Linked DNA regions of Oryctolagus cuniculus: region 2 is linked to region 1. The links are chromatin contacts, called in public Micro-C maps. All regions are on one chromosome and are shown on one strand. The core of a region is the stretch at or near the end of the contact, and the rest is flanking DNA. Distances in the headings are between cores, read along the strand shown.

Region 1 (5,492 bases), core at 1,168-3,667:
TTGGGGAGTGAACTAATGGAAGGAAGAGGTTTCTCTCTGTCTCTCTCTCTCTCTCACTGTCTATAACTCTACCTGTCAACTAAAAAAAAAAGAAAAAAAGAAAAAAAAGAAAAAAAAACTAAAAAAAAAGAGATTTATTTATTTATTCAAAAGGCAGAATGACAGAGAGAGGTCTTTCATATACTGGTTCACTCTCCAAATGGTTCCAATGGCTGGTGCTAGGCCAAGCTGAAGTCAAGAGCCTGAAACTCCATTTGGGCCCCCAACGTGGGTGCAGGAGCTTAAGCACTTGGACCATCTTCCACTGCTTTCCCAGGGGCATTAGCAGGGAGCTGGACTGGAAGCTGAGTAGCTGAGATTAGAACTAGCGTTCACATGGGATGTGGGCATCGTAAGTTAACTGCTATGCCACAAGGCCAGCCTCTCCACTTCTCTATATGAAATTATTTATTTGAAAGGCAAAGTGACAGAGAAAGAGAGATGGAAAGAGATCTGTCATGTTTGTTTTACTCCCCAAATGCCTGGCTAAGGCTGGGCCAGGCCAAAGCCGGGAGCAAGAATTCCATCCAGGTCTCCCATGTGGGTTGCAGGACCCGAGTACTTGGGCCATGTGAGCAGGTCACAGAGGCAGAGCAGCCAGAACTTGAACCAGAACTGCAGTATGGAATGCCGGCGTCACATGCTGCAGTTTCACCCCCTCACCACAATGCCAGCCCCCCAGTTCCTCCATTTCTGATTCAGCTTTCCTGCTCCTGGGAGGCAGCAGATGATGGCCTTTATACTAGGGCCCGTACCACTCACATGAGAGACCTGGATGGAGCTCCCTGGCTTTGGCCTGGCCTAAACCTGGTTTTGTGGCATTTGGGATGCGAACCAGCTGATGAAGAATCTCTCTCCCTCTGTCACTCAACCTTTCAAATAAATAAATCTTTAAAAATTATTATTTCTAAAGAATTATTTATTTATTTGAAATTCTGTGTTACATAGAGAAGGAGAGGCAGAGAGAGAGAGAGAGAGAGAGAGATCTTTCATCCACTGGTTCACTCCCCAAATGGTTGCAACAGTCGGAGCTGGGGTGATCTGAAGCCAGGAGCCAGGAGCTCCTTCCGGGTCTCCCATGTAGGTGCAGGGACCCAAGGACTTGGACCATCTTCTACTGCTTTCCCAGGCCATAGTGGATCAGAAGTGGAGCAGCCAGTACTCGAACTGGCACTCATATGGGATGCTGGCCCTGCAGGCAGCAGGTCTACCTGCTATGCCACAACTCTGGCTCCATGACCTGGGTTCTTTACCACTTCACTGTGAAGTTTCTGCAGGCATCATGATAAAAATACCTTCCCAACAAAATGCTAAATGTAAGCCAGGCACGAGTTCAAGGGAAGGCTCCTGCTAACTTGAAATCCACATAAGATGGGCTCAAAGTCCCAATCAACCCTGAGCCAGTAGGAGTTCCCAAATTAATGACAATCTCAGGGAGCAGGGGGAGGTGGAGGATCCATACTGGCTTCCAGGCCCACCCCTGGGCAGGGCATTTTTCTTCAATGCCAACTAGGCTGGCATTGCAACACAGCCTTTATCCTCTGCTCCTCCCCATCACCACCACACAGCACTTCTCAGCCAGCTTTCCCGAAGGCGGAGAGCTCCAGCAAGGAGTCAGAGAGAACGCAGAGGGCGGGCTTGCACTAAAACAGCAAAACCAAAACATCTCCAAATTCAACAGCAGGCATCACTAGTCTCAAAATGTCCTACCTCCGACACGGGCAAATTTCAATTGCGTTTGCTCTGGCCTAGGTCCAGTCTCTTTTTTAACCACCCCCTTAACCTCCAGCCCAACCGCCTGATCCAGTCGCTTTCCAGTTACTCCTCCCGGGGCCACTTTCATGAAATGCATTTCCCTCTCCGTGGGTGACGGAAAGCACCACAGTGCTATACCCTTCATCTTGCCCTAAACTTAACTCTGGTTCTTCCCAGCACCCCAACCTCTTTCTATAAACATCAGAAAACTAAGCAAAGCCTTAGTCCTGAGCTTGGAACGTTCATTTCCTTTCCCGAAGGCGTAAGGCGCAGCGCTAGGGGCCGTGGAGGCTACACAAGACAGGGCTTCCAAGTGTGCACAAGGCCGAATCTGATAACGGCGAACAGGAGATCCGCAGATAGCCGCGGCCGACACGCCCACGAGCCGCTTCTGCGCCTACGTACCAGGTCCTGTGACCACACACTCGCCAAGCGGTTTCTCCCTGGCGACCTCGCGCCCCTGAGCCATTTCTGCAGCGTCCGAAAAACGCGCACACAACCCAGAGCCCTTTCTCGCCGGAGGTGTGAAACTACATCTCCCGACAGCCAGCGTGGTCCCCTTCCTTCCTCCCTCTCCGGGGCCCGAGCCATGGCAACGGCGTGACGTGGGGGTACCAGGAGCCGCGGGAGCAGCGGTCGCCGCTTCAGTTGTAGCCGACCCGGCCGCCCGGGCGGGAGCAGGGCGACAGCAGCCGCCGCCCGCGCCCGCCCTGCGCCGAGGGGGCCCCGAGCCCGCCCGGCGGCCGCTCCCTGCCGTGCCTCCCCGCGAGTGAGGAGGGCGCAGCCGGAATCAAGCGTTGAGGCCCAGGCTAGGGGACGCGCGCATGGCCTCCGCGGGCGCGCGGCGGCTCCCGGCCGGGACGCGCGCCGCGGCCCAGCGCTGCCGCGACCTCTCGCTCCGCCCGGCCCCGCCCCCGGGCCCGCGACCGCCGCGACCAATGAGGTGAGAGGGAGGCGCAGGCGTCCGCGCCGGAGGGAAGGGGGTCGCCTGGTCCCCCGCCCCAAATCCCGCCGTGGGATGCCGGCGCGCAGCGGCAGCTCCTGGGGTGCTTTGCAGAGCGCTTTGGCGGGCTCGGCGCGAAGGAGGTCCTCGGAGAGGGTGCTCTAGGGTGAAGTGCTTGCCGAGCGCCCTAGAGCCTTCAGCGGGAGCGTAGCCTCAGTCAAAGGCAGCCGGAGCTTCGCACGCATCCGCTTTTCCCTATCCCCACCCCCGGCGCTGTCCTCAGACGCCCTCGACCTTTCGCACTCGTGACCGCCTGGCTCTGGAGCCTAGCGGGCTGCAGCAGGTGCTGGAGGGGAAAGGCTTGCCTGAACGACCTTCCTCCGGGATGCGTGCACTCCTCCTCCCTTTCACCTGGAAAGGACCGAGGAGCACCGAGGGAAAGTAAAAAAAAATCATGACGTTGCCTTTCCTTTCGGCCTTAGGTTTCTGATCTCTTGCAGCCTCCTCTGGCCCCGCGCTGCCCAGGTCTTGGCGTTGGAGGCTGGTTTACCTCCCAGTCGTTCCTTCATGGGCTTTGCTGCCCCCTTCACCAACAAACGCAAGGCGTACTCCGAGCGTAGGATCATGGGGTGAGCATCCTCCTGTGTCCTGCCTCCCTCCACCTTCTCTCCCCTCCAGACACAAGTCCCAGGCCAGAAAGTAAAGGTGCCAGCCATGGGCCGGACTCCTCCTGCGCCTTGTCCCTCGCCAGCTGTGTTACTGACCCTGAATCATCCCTTGGCAGCCTTCCAGCCTTGATTTCCCCCTACTCCATGGTCGCTGTGCTTATGAATTAAGCATATGGGACTGAAGTTGAGACGCTACCAGACATGTGCAAGACAACAGGGTGTATTATTTCTTTAATGACCTGATCCCTATCCTGAGACAATGTAATAGCTTTTTGAGCACTTGCTAGGTGCTGGCTGCTAGGCATTTTACCTATATCCCCACTTAATCCTTAAAATAAACCCGTGAGTCAGCTTTATAGATGAAGAAAATGGAGACACGGGTAACTCACCCAGGGCCACAGTGTTAGGAAGGTGTAGAGCTAGGATCTGATCCTTGTGTGGTCACCAATCCAATCCACAACCACTCATCCCAAGATGGTCCCTCTTAGGATCAAAATATCGAGTGCAAAAAGCATTCTGCGAACCACAAAACATAAAGTAATATAAACTTGGTGGTGGATTTGGAGTGTCTACTTTCGGGGCTTCTCTACATGGTTCATGGGCAAAGGTGTGAGGTGGGGGGCACCCACGGCAAGGAGGAACCTGACTGGGCTGGTAGTGTCTTGGCCTGATTCCCCTTGCACTAGGTACTCAATGCAGGAGATGTACGAGGTGGTGTCCAATGTCCAGGAGTACCGCGAGTTTGTGCCTTGGTGTAAGAAGTCTCTGGTGGTGTCCAGCCGGAAGGGTCATCTGAAGGCCCAGCTGGAGGTTGGCTTCCCACCCGTCGTTGAACGCTACACCTCTGCCGTCTCCATGGTCAAACCACACATGGTGAAGGTGAGGTCGGTCTAGGAGAGAGTAACAAGTTTCTCTCTGTGTCCTGTAGCATTTTCACAATTAAGGACGATGTTTTAGACTTTATCCCCGTGTGTCAGATATTTCTCTAATAAAATATCAGAAGGGAAGGAAAGCAACTTTCAATTCCTTCATACTGTGTCCTATACTTGGTAATATCCAACTAGCTAATCATCCTATTCTAGGCTGTCTGCACTGACGGCAAGCTCTTCAACCACTTGGAGACTATTTGGCGATTCAGCCCTGGTATCCCTGCCTATCCCCGAACCTGCACTGTGGACTTTTCGGTGAGCTGGACTTTTCATGTAGCTGTATAGCACAGGTGGAAGGCCAGAGCTAAGGGACCCCAACAAGATTATCCTTTTTGTATAATTAGCACTCAGCATTTCCCAAGTCAGTGACCATTCCCACAGGTCTGAGTTTGTATCCAGCTTGTTCTGTGCTTAGTCCTAAGTTAAGAACTGTGGGGAGTAGGGAAAGGAGCTGAGGAGCTGTGCTGGCCGCTGCATTTGTCCGGGACTATCGAACATGATCTGAAAGTTTCTATCTCTTACACATTCCCAGATTTCCTTTGAATTTCGTTCTCTGCTGCACTCAAAGCTGGCCACCATGTTTTTTGATGAGGTTGTCAAGCAGAATGTTGCTGCCTTTGAGCGCCGGGCAGCCACCAAGTTTGGTCCAGAAACAGCCATCCCCCGTGAACTGATGTTCCATGAGGTGCACCAGACTTGAAGCAAAGGATGGTTCCCTGGCCTCATCTTTGCCCCCACCCCCATCCTCTTATTTATTTGGTTTGGCTCCTGCTCCAATGTGAGAGGGGTCTGTTCCGTAACACTGTTCCTCCTCTCAATCCCCAGAAATTGGACTCTAGGCTGGTTGGAAATACTGGGGTGGAAAAAGGCAGGGGTGAGACATGCCTGGGACAAGCTCCTCCCGAAGTCTTTTCACTCCCTTAGAATCAGGACTGTGTGGTTGTGCCTCTGGGCCCTGTCAGAGCATCTTGGTGTGTGACCAAGGGAAGACAGCAACTTCTCTGAGCACCGAGTGAATGGAGGCTTTCCTCTGGCAGAGGCACCACGTGGTAGATAGCATTTGCCCTGCCCGAGGTTCTCAGGACAAAAGGCAACCTGCCTCCAGCTTGGAATCCAGATGGCCTCCCCCTAAGGACACTTCCATGCTGCCTGCTAATA
Region 2 (5,864 bases), core at 1,541-4,040, 170 kb after region 1:
AACTCTGCACCCAGATCACCACAAACAAGGAAGGTTAAAGCTGCAGGAAACTAGTCTGTTTCCTTTTTTCTTTCTTTCTTTTTTATAGATTTATTTTATTTATTTGAAAGACAGAGCTACAGAGAGAGGTAGAGCAGAGAGAGAGGTCTTCCATTCGCTGGTTCACTCCCCAGATGGCCGCAACGGCCAGAGCTGCGCTGATCCGAAGCCAGGAGTCAGGAGCTTCTTCCAGGTCTCCCATGTGAGTGCAGGGGCCCAAGCACTTGGGCCATCTTCTACTGCTTGCCCAGGCCATAGCAGAGAGCTGGATCAGAAGAGGAGCAGCCGGGACTAGAGCTGGTGCCTATATGGGATGCCGGCGCTTCAGGCCACAGTGCTGCCCCCTCAGTTTCCTTTTGTCAATTTTTTATTTTTTATTTACTTGAAAGGCAGAGAGAGAGAGGGAGGCAGAGATCTTCCCACCAGCTGGTTCACGTCCCAAATGCCCACAACTGCTGGGTCTGGGCCAAACTGAAGCCAGGAGCCAGGAACTAGGAACTCAATCCAGATTTCCTGTGTGGGTGAAAGGGACCCAACTAGTTGAGCCATCGCTGCTGCCTCTCAGGATGCATACTAGTAGGACGCTGAAACCAGAAGCCAGACTCAAATCCAAACCCAGGCACTCTCATACGGATTGCAGGAGTCCCAAGTAGCAGCTTCACCACTGCACCAAATGCCCACCCCTGAGTCAGATTTTTTTGTTAACATGCAATGTATAAAGATGTGTATTGCAAGCAGGAAGGGTCATCCCCTTGCCCCCCTTCATCCCGGACAGTCCCTTAACCCTTGCTATAAAAACCCTGGCAAATTGCTTCTTGGGGAGGTATTTTCTTTAGGGAACTATATTCCTTTCTCCATCTCGTTTTCCTGTTACAAGCAAATATTTTCCTCTGAACAAGTCCCTTTTGAGTCGGATTATTTAGCGACAGCCCAAGCGAATGGAACCCTGTGTCTGCTAACAGTCGTGTCATGTAAAGCCTTGTGGCCAGGCAAGGGAATGTGATGCAAGCACCTGAAAACATTTAAGCAGGGGCGTGGCAAGATCAGATGTGCGGCTTCCAAATATTAATCCAGATGTAGTACGGATTCTAGATTAAACGCAGACAGATGGAAGCTGAGACCAGGTTGGAAGATGAGCAGCCCTTGGGGCCTGTGTGTGGCACAGGGAGTTAAGCTGCCAATTGTGATGCAGGTATCCCATATTTATGGGGCACGGGTTTGAGTCCCAGCTGCTCCCCTTCCCATGCAGTTCCCTGCTAATGAACCTGGAAAGGCATCAGAGGGTGGCCCAAATGCCTGGGTCCATGCCACCTTCATGGGACACCTGGATGGAGTTTTAGCTCCTGCCTGGGCCAGGCTGCCGCTATAGCTATTTGGGGAGTAAATCAACAGGTGGAAGATGCTCTTTCTCTGTCTCTCTCCCTCTGTCATTCTGCCTTTCAAATAAATAATTAAAATCTTTTCTGGGGCCGGTGCTGTGGCATAGCTGGTAAAGCCACTGCCTACAATGCTGGCATCCTATATGGGTGCTGGCTGGAGACTCTGCTGCTCCACTTCTGATCCATCTCCCTGCTAATGTGCCTGGGAAAGCAGTGGAGGATGGCCCAAGTCCTTGGGCCCCTGCACCCACGAGGGAGACTTGGAAGAAGCTCCAGGCTCCTGCCTTTGGATCTGCCCAGCTCCGGCTGTTGCAACCATCTGGGGAGTGAACCAGCAGATGGAAGGCCTCTCTCTCTCTCTGCCTCTCAAATAAATAAATAAATCTTTAAAAAAAAAAACTGAGGCCCTCTACTAAGACAATGTCCATGGAATTCTGGGAGGGTAAAGGGTTGAGGGTTAAATTTTTTAGGCATTTAAAGATCTAAAATATCTTCTTTTTAGAAGGTAGGAGGATGAAGGGGTGATGTTGACATTGGGCTGACCAGCAGAACGTTGAGAAGTAGACTGAAAACTTTAGAAGGCAGGGATTCAGAGCCTCAAGCATATCAAAATGTTAAATGCATACTTCATAACTGCTCCACTCTGAACCACAACACTAAGATGCGAAAAAACAAATGCTGTATTGAATTAAACCATCTATTCTTAGCTTTCAGAACATAAACGTGACATTTACAGTATACATTTAATATTCCAACTGTTATACCAGTAGTTGCTGTTCGTCTAGCTGTATTCTAGATTATTCTCATTTAATTTTTACTAAGGCCTAAGGGCTGTATATCATTTGTTTTACAAACAAGAGCATGAAGGCTCACAGTAGTTAAATGACTTGCCCAAAGTCATACAGTGGAGCAATTATTGTTTCATTCTAAAATCTATACCTTAAAAAATATTTGAAGAGAGAGTGATGATGGCACACCCATCCTTTGGGTCACTCTCCAAATAACAGCAGCAGCAGCTTGGCCAGGCTTGAGTCAGTCCCTTCTGTGGCAGGCAGGGACCCAACTTCTTGGGCCATCACCGCTGCCTCCCAGGGTCTGCAACCGTAGGAGCCGTTTTCCGGAGCAAGGCCACAACTTGAACAGGCACTCTGGAGTCGGGCATAAGTGTCCCGCGCGGCGTCGGAACCGCCGGGGCAAATACACGCCTCTAAATTCTATATTCTTAAAGTGCGTGGCTACACCACCTCCCGAGGTCCTAGTTGGAGCAGCGGCCCTCTAGCAAATAACAACGGTAAGTAAACTACACCCAAGATTGGCTGCAACCTGACAGGACCGGCGGAGAGCGCGCCGCGCGCCGGGAGGCGGCGCCTGACGTCATCAAGCCGCGCGGGCGCCGCGCACCCCGCGCTGGCGCTGCCCGCCTGCAGATGGCTGGGGGTCAGGCCGGGGGCTCACCTCGTTCGTCCGTGGCGCAAGATGGCACTGCGCTTTGCACATTCCTTGCGCTGGTGCCGCTGGGGAGTCAAACGATTGGGGGGTGTTGCTGCGGAAGCCCGGAGAGGTAGGGTTGTCAACTTTTATTCTTTTACCTCCGAAATGGCTCTCTGTCACTCCGGGAGCACGCTCCAAGAAACAGCCCGAACCCCGGGTCAATTCCCCTCTCCCGGTTGTGTTAGTCTCGAGGTTCCAAACTGGGGCTGCCATCTGTTTTCTTTAGACCCCGAGAATTACCCAGTTCGAGTCTTTTGGCTCCTGGGGCCGCCCATGCTAAAAGCAACCTCCTCTGCTGCCAGTTTGGCGTCCCGATTCTTCTCGGCTTGCTAGTGATCGCCTGCCTGCCTGCCTGCTTCACGTGGGAATTTATCACCAGCCCTAAGGGTCTAGTCCGTGTCGTTATCCAGTCTTTTTGCTCTACCCGCAGGCGTCAGTTTCAAACTGGAAGAAAAAACTGCCCACAGCAGCCTGGCGCTCTTCAAAGGTGACACAGGTGTCAAGTATGGCTTGGTGGGATTGGAACCCAGCAAGGTGGCCCTGAATACGGAGCGCTTCCGGGAGTGGGCAGTGGTGCTGGCAGACACAGCGGTCACCAGCGGGAGACACTACTGGGAGGTGACGGTGAAGCGCTCCCAGCAGTTCCGGATAGGAGTGGCCGATGTGGACATGTCCCGGGATAGCTGCATTGGTGCTGATGATCGATCCTGGGTGTTCTCCTATGCCCAGCGCAAGTGGCATACGATGCTGGCCAATGAGAAAGCTCCGATTGAGGGTATCGGGCAGCCAGAGAAAGTGGGGCTGCTGCTGGAGTATGAGGCGCAGAAGCTGAGCCTGGTAGATGTGAACCAGGTCTCTGTGATCTACACGCTGCAGACAGACTTCCGGGGTCCAGTGGTGCCTGCCTTTGCTCTTTGGGATGGAGAGCTGCTGACTCACTCAGGGCTTGAGGTGCCCAAAGGCCTCTAGAATGTTCCTCACTGGAGTCGCTAATCATGGTCTTGGCCAGTGTTCTATTAAGTGTCTGAAGGCTTTTTACTCTGCCCCAAGCAATCTCTGATTCCCACACCCCTGCGTGGAGTCCCCTGTGCAGTTTCACTCATCCTTCTCCCTCCCCTGCCCTGTGAAAGCTAGGCATACCACCAGCACCCCCCCTTCCCCCCCACCAACAGCTGCCAATTTCCTAGACCACCTTGAGTGTGTTTCCCTTTCTTTCTTCAGTCTCTCCACATCACCTGTGCCCAGGCCATTCTCAAACTGTATTCTGTCCTGAGTCTGATCTTTGAGCTTTGTTTGGATTTGTTAATCATGGGGATACCTCTCCTTCCCTTTGCTCTCGTGTGGCTTGTTTGTTCTTGGGGCTCTACCAAATCTCTACCTCTGGCTGGAGGAGGTGCGTTCAATGAGTTGCCCCTCTCTCTACAGCGCACAGAGTGCTCTGGCTCCCTTGGTAAGTGCTTTATTGATTTAGTGTGTCAGGGTGGGAACAGAGCCTTCCTTCCCCAGCACCTCAGCACCACAGACCCTCAGTCCAGTACAGCTGTCCTCACCTGGAGGTCATCTTCACCTACACCTCTGACCACCAGCCAGTCTGTCATAATCAATATGACCAAAGGGGATATCTAGGGTTAGTGTTAGAAACTTTCTTGAGAAGTTCTGTATTCATTGCTGCCCTACTTGGAACCTCTAGAGGAAGGAGAGCAAGCTAACCCAAAGCAGTGTCTGGGGTTCTGAGAAACCTGGTGGGGTAGGCAAATATGTCTATGAAATATGCATTGTTTGGGCTCAGTCTGACCCTGTGATTCTTTCTCATTCTACTTTCTATGATGGTGATGAAACTGGATACCCACTGGGGAGAAACAGAAAACTGGGATTAGCAAAAATTATAGTTTGTGTAATTAAACTTTATTTGAGCACAAAATACGTTCTCTGTCTATAAAATTGCTGTTAACAGTAGCAGCAGCAAGTCCTGCCTAAGGGGGCCACATCTGTCCAGACTCCTAAGGCCAGGTGCTCAGGCTCTCCTTTTGTCTTACTCTGTTCACTCACACATGTGCTTGATAGCTGGAGCCCCTCCACCGTGTCTCTTTCTCACGTGATAGTTGCTTCAGGGAGAGGAGGAGGGAACCCAGGTGAAGGCCTGGGGTGGCTGTCACTGGGCCAAGCCATCAGGCTGTGCCTTAAAGAAGCCCACAGTCTCTATGGATGGCTCTACTGCAGGTGTCCACGGAGGCCCTCTTCTGTCCTCGAGGTCTGCAAAGGGGCTGGGTATAGTGACTCACAGAAAGCACTGGGCTGTGTCACCAAATGAATTTCTTGGTGCTCACTGAAGCACTGTAGCTCCATAGCGTTTTTGGTGGTTATAGGTTAAGTGTGTGGCCAGCTCATGCTTAAGCAGGGACTGTCCATGACCCGGGATCACACCATGCTCTCTAAATTTTCTTTGGATAGGGCCTCAGCTTCGGCCTCAGCCTGGGTCTCAGAGAGTACGTAGGAGTCCTGGTAATCTTGGAGCAGTTTGACCACCTCCAGGTGGTTGAACTGCACAGCATCGTCCAGAGGAATGTTGCCCCACCTGGGAGGAAAAGTGATTATGATCAGGTCAAGACACAGACCACGGCTGTTCCCATGAGCCTGGTGGCTTTGAGGCAATGGTGGAGCCATGCCCCACCTCTCCTCTCCCTCCCAGCCTCATCCTACACACCTGTCCTTGACAAAAGGATTCACTTTGCAAGCCTCAATCAGGAATTTAACAACTTCAGTGTGTCCTAGGAATACAAGCAGAAGAAAAATGAGAGGGTACAGTTGCTGAACCCTTTGAGGCAGACCCTTGGCTGCTGGAGTCTGTACCAAGACGGGAGGGGAAAAGGCATCTGGACAAAAACAGTTGCTGCCCCAACTAGTCGAGGACACACTCACACACACACAGTGGGGGTACCCTTGGTGGGAAAGGGT

Evidence for each region. A called contact is a pair of places that touch in the nucleus more often than the background predicts.
Region 2: a Micro-C map of ear pinna shows a contact between it and region 1, with 4 times the contacts expected there. The contact joins the promoter of SPRYD4 here to the promoter of COQ10A in region 1. A contact is called at or near these places in 2 of 6 Hi-C or Micro-C datasets (ear pinna and an unstated tissue).

The regions. Positions count from the first base shown.
Region 1 is chr11:59,075,508-59,080,999 of mOryCun1.1, forward strand. It overlaps COQ10A (coenzyme Q10A), which reads left to right and starts at 2,418. Exons shown (of 5, transcript XM_008256656.4): 1 at 2,418-2,737; 2 at 3,238-3,366; 3 at 4,092-4,284; 4 at 4,488-4,589; 5 at 4,867-5,492. The coding sequence starts at 2,619. The coding sequence ends at 5,034. LOC138844363 (a long non-coding RNA gene) reads right to left here and starts at 2,342. Exons shown (of 2, transcript XR_011380099.1): 1 at 2,200-2,342.
Region 2 is chr11:59,240,977-59,246,840 of mOryCun1.1, forward strand. SPRYD4 (SPRY domain containing 4) reads left to right here and starts at 2,791. Exons shown (of 2, transcript XM_051832836.2): 1 at 2,791-2,979; 2 at 3,340-4,830. The coding sequence starts at 2,895. The coding sequence ends at 3,878. It overlaps GLS2 (glutaminase 2), which reads right to left. Exons shown (of 18, transcript XM_051846379.2): 17 at 5,614-5,677; 18 at 4,793-5,484. The coding sequence ends at 5,328.